Linked DNA regions of Gossypium hirsutum: region 1 is linked to region 2. Evidence: chromatin contacts called from public Hi-C data. All regions are on one chromosome and are shown on one strand. The core of a region is the stretch at or near the end of the contact, and the rest is flanking DNA. Distances in the headings are between cores, read along the strand shown. Region 1 holds the start of LOC107922106. Region 2 has its middle 48 kb from the start of LOC121213623.

The links. A called contact is a pair of places that touch in the nucleus more often than the background predicts.
Region 1: a contact with region 2 is called in a Hi-C map of leaf, with 2.9 times the contacts expected there. The contact joins the promoter of LOC107922106 here to the enhancer-like site in region 2. A contact is called at or near these places in 3 of 34 Hi-C or Micro-C datasets (all in leaf).

The regions. Positions count from the first base shown.
Region 1 is chrD01:30,349,745-30,353,297 of Gossypium_hirsutum_v2.1, forward strand. It overlaps LOC107922106, which reads left to right and starts at 1,512. Exons shown (of 16, transcript XM_016851953.2): 1 at 1,512-1,692; 2 at 1,901-1,970; 3 at 2,191-2,292; 4 at 2,442-2,495; 5 at 2,627-2,822; 6 at 2,905-3,164. The coding sequence starts at 2,488.
Region 2 is chrD01:30,143,359-30,147,246 of Gossypium_hirsutum_v2.1, forward strand. No RefSeq gene overlaps it. Among protein-coding and RNA genes, the nearest start is that of LOC121213623, 48 kb to the right of the region's middle. Within about 2 kb of position 2,118, at least 7 of the 9 cell types and tissues checked have an H3K27ac peak or open chromatin away from gene starts, as enhancers often do. A contact at or near this core is called in leaf, where this site is marked.

The DNA of each region.
Region 1 (3,553 bases), core at 262-2,761, 210 kb after region 2:
TGTATTAAAAGGATTAACTTATATTCTAAAAACATAATTTTGTGGCTATATTGATAAAAAAGATCAAGATAGTCTATCTAGTTATGCTTTGTCAAAAATTAAATTATATGATAATTAGATATTTAGAAGATTTTTCTAAGAAATTTCTTCATGAATATCAAAAACTAAAAAAATAAAAATATAGAATTTTGGAAAAAAATAATATTTCCATAAATTACCACCACCATGGGATGAGATATGTATAAAAAAGTATGACTCTTATTTAGAAAAACAGAGTAAAATATCTAGTGTGGATTAAGAAACTATAGACTCTATAGGAAATAGAATTAATTTTGCGAAGGAAAGAATAACTAGTTATTGTTTACAAAGTAAAGCTTCTAAACAAGTTAAGCATAAATTAAGTAATAAACATTGTACAAAAATTCTAGAAAATGAATGAGAATTGGGATGTAAATCAGTACATCCTATTACTTATAGAAAACATAAAAAGAAAAATAGGAGATATAAGCTATTTCGATGGAAACCACAAAATAAGATAAAAAATTCTGGTAAGAAGAAAAAATTCGTTAGAAGAAAATTTATAAAAATCCTAAAAACTATGTAAATGTTTTATATGTGATGAAGCATGCCCTATAGCACCAAATTGTCCTAATAAAGGAAAAAAAGTGCAAGAAAAATGATTAAAATACTTGAAGAATAAGATTTAGAAATATGTTCTGAAAAGGAAATAAATCATGATGAAATATTATATGAATTAATATCAGAAACAGATTCTTATACAGATGATGAAGAATATATATATTTATGTTCAATATAGGAAGTAGTTCTAATAATTAGTTAGAAGAAATTCCTAAGAATAAACATAAATATATATTCTTCATCATCTGTATCAGAATCTGTTTCTAATATTAATTCATATATATGGTGCGGGAAAGAAGGAGAGGGATGGGTCCAGGGAAAAGGGAAAGGATGAGTGTAGGGTGGGGAATTTTCAGTTTCTTTAATATTAATATAATATTTTAATTTATTATTATAATTTTTAAAAATATTTATTTATTTTATATATTTTTAAATTTTATAATTTATATATTATGATTTCTTGTCAATAATATATTTTTTATTTTTATATATTTTTACATATTTCTTTAAATTTTTTAGAATTAGAATCAAATTGAGATCAATTGTAAATTTTGAGGGTTAATTTTTTAAAATTATGATTAAATTGATATAATATGTAAAAGTTGAGGGTTAAATTTGTTATTATATCAATTTTTTAAATTGTTATACCAAGTTATTGATTGTGATTTTAAGGAAAGTGACTAAAATAACCAAATTATATAATATGATTACTTAAATTACAAAATTTTTATTTTAGGTGCCTAAAATAAAAAATTTTGATAGTGGGTTGATTACATAGTTTACCCTTTAAAAAAAATACAATGTTGTAGGATGGGATAAAGTTTCGAGGTAAATTACATCTCAACTAATCCCAAAAAGAAATTAAAAACAAAACTTGGGCGGTGGCTCTCGTACGACGGCGTTTTGTGTCCCCTAATTTTCAGATAAAGACCGTTAGGTGTAGTTTGACAAGTAAACTCGATTCAACAACGATCAAAACCCAATTCTTTTAGATTTGATACCATAGAATTTTGTTCCCTGAATCCCGCGTGATAAAAATGTTGAATTTCCCAGGTAATTCTTTCTTTTTTTTCGGTCTTAGATTCTGCTAATTAGTTTGTTTTTTAAAGTTAAATCAGTTCTTGGATTTTATTTTTATTTTCAGTCTTTCTTATCAATTTAATTGAAAACCCTAATTTCATCAATTCATGAACGATTCCCACCCTATCAATCTTTGAAGTTTTTAAAATTATGATATATGTACTTTTTTGTTCTTTATCAGAGCTGTGGATATGAAAGAAAAGAAAACAATCTCTCCACTTAGACGCATTTTAGTGAATTGTACGGCACAGGTTTGTCCATGAAGTCTCAATTTGTTCTACTGATTTAGTATCATTACATCTAGTTTCGGGATTTTCTTTTTTTGTTTGCAGTACGCTTTAAGTTCATGAATGAGTAATTTGAGGTTGAAAATGAACAAAAATATGATTGCAGAAAGATATTACCTTGAACCTGCTGTTTAATTCTGCTTGTGGTTAGCTCATTGTTTCGACTACAATGTTGTCTTTTCAGGCGAATGAATACGGGGCCTGTGTTGCAGCAAAAGTTCCTGAAGTTGAACGTGATATGTGTTTGAAAGAATTTCTTGCACTAAAGACTTGCATGCAGAATACGGTATCCATATTCTAGGATTGCTTAGGAACATATTTTTATATTAAAAAAGAAATACACCGTATTTGATAATTGGGTTGCAAAGATCTTATCTTTTTCCTTCTTGAAAAACTGTGCTAAGAATTAGTTTTCTACTTTCTTTTGATTTATAGCTCCGGGGAAAGGTGTAATATTTGGAGCTTTGGGTTTGCAGTTTGTATGATAAGGTAAACCCAATAAACCTTTCTGTTTATTCTTTGATGCTAGTCTTTAAGCTCTGATACATTCTTTCTTTTGTACTGATACTATCTTTTGTGCTTTATTAGTGTTATTATTCACCAGCAATTTGCATTTTCAGGCTAAAAGTACAAGATAACCTTAGAAAGATGGCCTGGAAAGCTTCAAGTTCGCAAGCTAGTGTTGGTGGTCTGGGATCTGGTGCTCTATCACATGTTTTCATACAATATCCCCCTCTCCGTTGCAACATTCCTGGATCAAGAGGTTTCTATTATGATGATGGAAATAAATTACTCATCTCTCCTACATCTGACCAGGTTTAATAGTTCTGAACTTAAATAACATTGTAGAAGCTTTTTAGATATTGCAGTTCCATATTTTACATTCTTTTTTGCACAGATCTTTTCGTGGAAAACTGCTCCATTTTCTCCTCTTGCTGCCCCTATCACTGATTCGATAACTGAAGGGCCTATCTGTTCTGTCCGGTTTTCTCTAGATGAAAAGATTATAGCAGTCCAACGGTCCAATATTTCTATACAATTTTGGCATAGAGAAACAGGGGAAACTTTCACTCACAGGTGCAAATCCGAGTCAGAGAGTATACTGGGGTTCTTCTGGACAGATTGTCCATCATGTGATATTGTAATTGTGAAGACCAGGTAGGGAGAAGTTTCCTGTCTGTCTTACCTGTACAGTGGATAATGATTTTGTCATTGTGTATATCTCAAACTGATGTTTTACGTACGAATTTAGCTTCTACTGAGATATGATTTTCCTGGAAAGGATTAAACTTTTGTATAATAGCAATGTTACTCTGAAGCTGAATTCTCACTTCACTCTAACTTGGATATCTAATGTACAAAGTTTCCATGGTTATACTGGTTACTAGAAGTTTTTGTTACTTGCCAACTATTTGGTAATTACTTTCTTTTTTTACTTCTCTAAAAGAGGAGCATGACAGCTTAAAGTTTAGAATCTCTGTCCAAATCAAACCCAACCCTAATTACTCAAACTATGCTTCAGTGTGAAATTTGGAGTTACACTTAGC
Region 2 (3,888 bases), core at 868-3,367:
TAATATAACATTAATTTCTTAACAATGAGAAAGAGAAATTTATAAACATAGAGATCCAACTTTAGGTTACATGCCAATCAATTTATAATTCATACAAGTTTATCACAACTTTAATTTAGTAACGAAAGAAACTTGAATTCCTAATTTTGAATCTTATTTTATATAAATTATATGACTTATTTTTAGTTTTATTTTATTTTAAGTCCTATTATATTTTTTAATAGAGTATATTTTTTAAATTTCATAGCGTGAGTTATGCTGTTTATTATTATTTTTTATTTTTTTATAATTTGATTTCTAACCTATCCCATCATACATGGAATTTAAAAGAAAAAAAAGTTGTTAAGTTAGTGAATCATGTGTGGCTTAATGGTTAAGGTGTTTCCCGCTTCAGATATGATTTGGATTTGAATCGCGTTGCTATTAAAACTTTATCCTCATCTTATAATTCACCAAAAAAATTAAAAATTGTTAAGTTGATATTTCTAGTTTGAAACCGTTAAATACATAGTCATTTAACTAGGGGTGTTCAGTCGATTAACCGACCCGAAATAACATTAACCGAATTAACCGACCTTTCAAATTTTTTAATCATTAACCGAACCAAAAATTTTTCAGTTAATTCGGTCGGTTAACCGAATTAACCGAAAATTATATTTTTCTATTTTTGGTTAAAAATTAACCGAATTAACTGAATTACCAGAATTAACCAAATTAACCGAATTACCCGAATTATATGTTTTTTTTTTTAGACTTTAGTTTTAGTTTTAGTATTAGAATTTTATTTTTATTTATTAAATTATTTGTAATTTTTATGATTGGGTTGAGTTGGGTAATTAGGCTGCGTTGGATACTTGAGTTTGGATTGGGTTTAGGTGAATAGTGGGCCTATTTATATATTATAATTTTATTTATTAATTTTTTCGGTTAAACTAAAAAAATTCATTTAACCGGTCGGTTTCGAATCGAATTAACTATTAACTAAATTTGGTCGGTTAACCGAATTTTTTTGGTTTTACCCAAATTTTGCACTCCCCTACCTTTAACCCTTTGAATAAACAAGTTGATTTTGTTGGCATATATTAAATTGTGTAATTACTCTTCTTGGGCTTACTTGTGTGTATGGCAATCCTAGAAATGCCATGATGCACTTAAATAGATACAGAAAACTGTTCGAGTAGGAGGAAGAAAACTGGAAAAGCTTGAAATGGAGGGCATTAAAAGCTTGTTTGATCGTTTCATAGTTGAAGGGAACACAGACCCAATAGTGAAGAATGAGCAAGAATTGGGGTCATGTAGAAGTGTCAAGAGTAAGAGATTTGAAGACAATAGATATAGCTGCTCAAGATTGAGGTCCGAAAAGGACACTTATACCACGTTTGGTTTACTGTAATGGAATAAAGCTGTAATGGAATAGAACTGTAATTAGTAATTCAATTGTTTGGTTGAATGAAATGAAATATAGCTCTAATAGTATTCTTGTGTTTAGTTGAATGGAATAAATGTTATAATAGTATAGGAACAAAGCTGAAATGACCAGAACACCCTTAATAGAATTTTTTTAAATAGATATTATTGTTGTTAAATTTTAATAAAAATAAAAATAAATAATTTAATCATATTTTAATAATATTATTAAATATAATTTAATAATATACAATTAATAACATTTTTAATATAATTATGTCTTTATTTTTCTAAAAATATTAAAAAACCAAAATATATCCTTTAATTAAACTTAGTGATCATTTTGTAATTTTTTAAAATTGAATGACCAAAATATAAACTTATTAATAATTTAATGATTTAAGTGTAATTTACCCATAAAATTCCACTAAATACCCAAGCCCACCCACAAAAATCCCAAAATGTACCAGTCATCATCATTTTCTTCCCTGATTATTTTTCCCTTTCACCAAAATTTTTCATCAACAATTATTCTTAAAATTGCTTCATTCCAACAATTTTTTTGTTTGAATAATGTTAGACTTTTATTTAGAAAAATAAATCAAAAATAAACAAAGCCCAAAAAATAAAAGATTAATAGAAGTGGGCTGAAACAAGAACAAACTAAAGCCCAGCAACCCAATCTAGGAGAAAACTCTAGAAGCCACCGATGCTTCAGCTAATGAAACAAAAGCAGTAAACTTTCCTAAAAAGCAACAAACATCGATTAATCAATCCCCTTCCCAAGCTTCTTCAACCTTTCATCTCCTACAAAAATGTCCTTTCCAGATCCTACATCCACCCAAGACTCCCCTCCCTTGAATCAGAAAACATATGTTCAGAGAGCCTTCCCCTTTGATCCCTTTCCACTTCTTCTCTGACAAAATCAGGAACTCTGTCTCGCAAGCATTGATGTATCCCTCGTTTTATTCCTTCAATAGCCAACAGATGGGCAACACCATTCCAACATTTTTATTTTATCTAAAATGATAAAAATATTTATCCTTCCATTCTTATCTACTTGTTATGCTTAGAAATTTTGGATTCCAAAATTCCCAAAAAGTAACCAGCCATGGCTTTCTTTTCTACCTTAAAGACCAAACAGTAGCAAAGATGAAGAAACATGCAAGTTACTTACTCAAAAATTTAAGCAAATTTAGTTCCTTTAGGTATTCCTATATATGGGTTGTTTTTTTTTCTTTGTATTATGTTTGAGTGTTTGAGATTGAGATTATTGAGTCTCTTTTTTTAAAGATAAATGTTATAAAGTTTTTTTATTTTTTCTGCCATAGTTTACTTGTTGCAATGTTCAGATTAAAGTGTTGTTGTTTTTGATTGATTTTCTTTGTTTAATTTTGGAGTTTTAGATGATTTTCTGCATGGATAAATTGGGTAAAAAAAGAAATCTATTTCGGGAATCGTCGAATAACCCATTTACGTTATGTTTGGTTTGGTGTATTGGCATAGCCAATACACCGCTAATCGGTGGGCCCCACCTAATTCGGGTGTATTACGTCATTTGGTTTGATGTATTGGTAATACGCACTTAATCCATTACCTTCCTAATCGGTGAAAACCATCGATTTCTATTCCCCCTCTTTTGCCCAGATTTGCTACCGATTCAGCATCACCTCCCTGATTTACCCTCCCCCGATCCCCTTTGTTTCTCTTCTGTTCCTTCATCCGATTTCCTTCCTTGTTTCTTTGCTTTTCTTTCCTGCCGATTTTCTCCCAGTCACGCATCTTTTCTGCCGATTTGCTCCCTCCATTTCTTTTCTTTTCTTTTTCTCTCTGCCACTCTTTCGATTGCCTTCTCAACCAATCGACCTTTTTCTTTTCTTGTTCTCTCTGTCACTCTTTCAATTGCTCTCAGTTGGTGGGTCTCCAGGTTACTGCAACTGAAAGGTAAAGGAATGGAATCACTGTAATGAGTTTCAACTCTCTTTTTTCTTTTCTTTTCTTTGCTAACTCTCTTTTTCTCTCTGTAATTAGTTTCAATGGCTGCCTTGTAGTGTCTTTAGCTTTTTTCTGCATGTTAGCAGATTCGAATCACTGCCTTGTTAGTGCAGTGACTTCTTCATCGATTATTACACTGTTAACCTAATCGATTTCCCCTTTTCCGATTACAGGTTGTTCTTCATATATCTCTGCCCCGATCAAGTCAGTACAGGTTAGTTTCCCCGATTGCATGTTTCTATTGCTGTTTATTTTCTATTGCTGTTTATTTCCCTTTGAGTCATCATATATCATTGAAGTAAAAGAGATGTTTATCTTCATCTGTTGTGCATGTATATGATTGAAATATAGATTTGTTATCTCGGTCTCTGTTATCATTGATTCCGTTTATTATGTTCTTCATCATTTAGCACAGGAAGATACAGTGCTGGGATTAATTTCATCGATTTTTGCTTATGTCTGATTAAATCTTGATTAAGGATGATC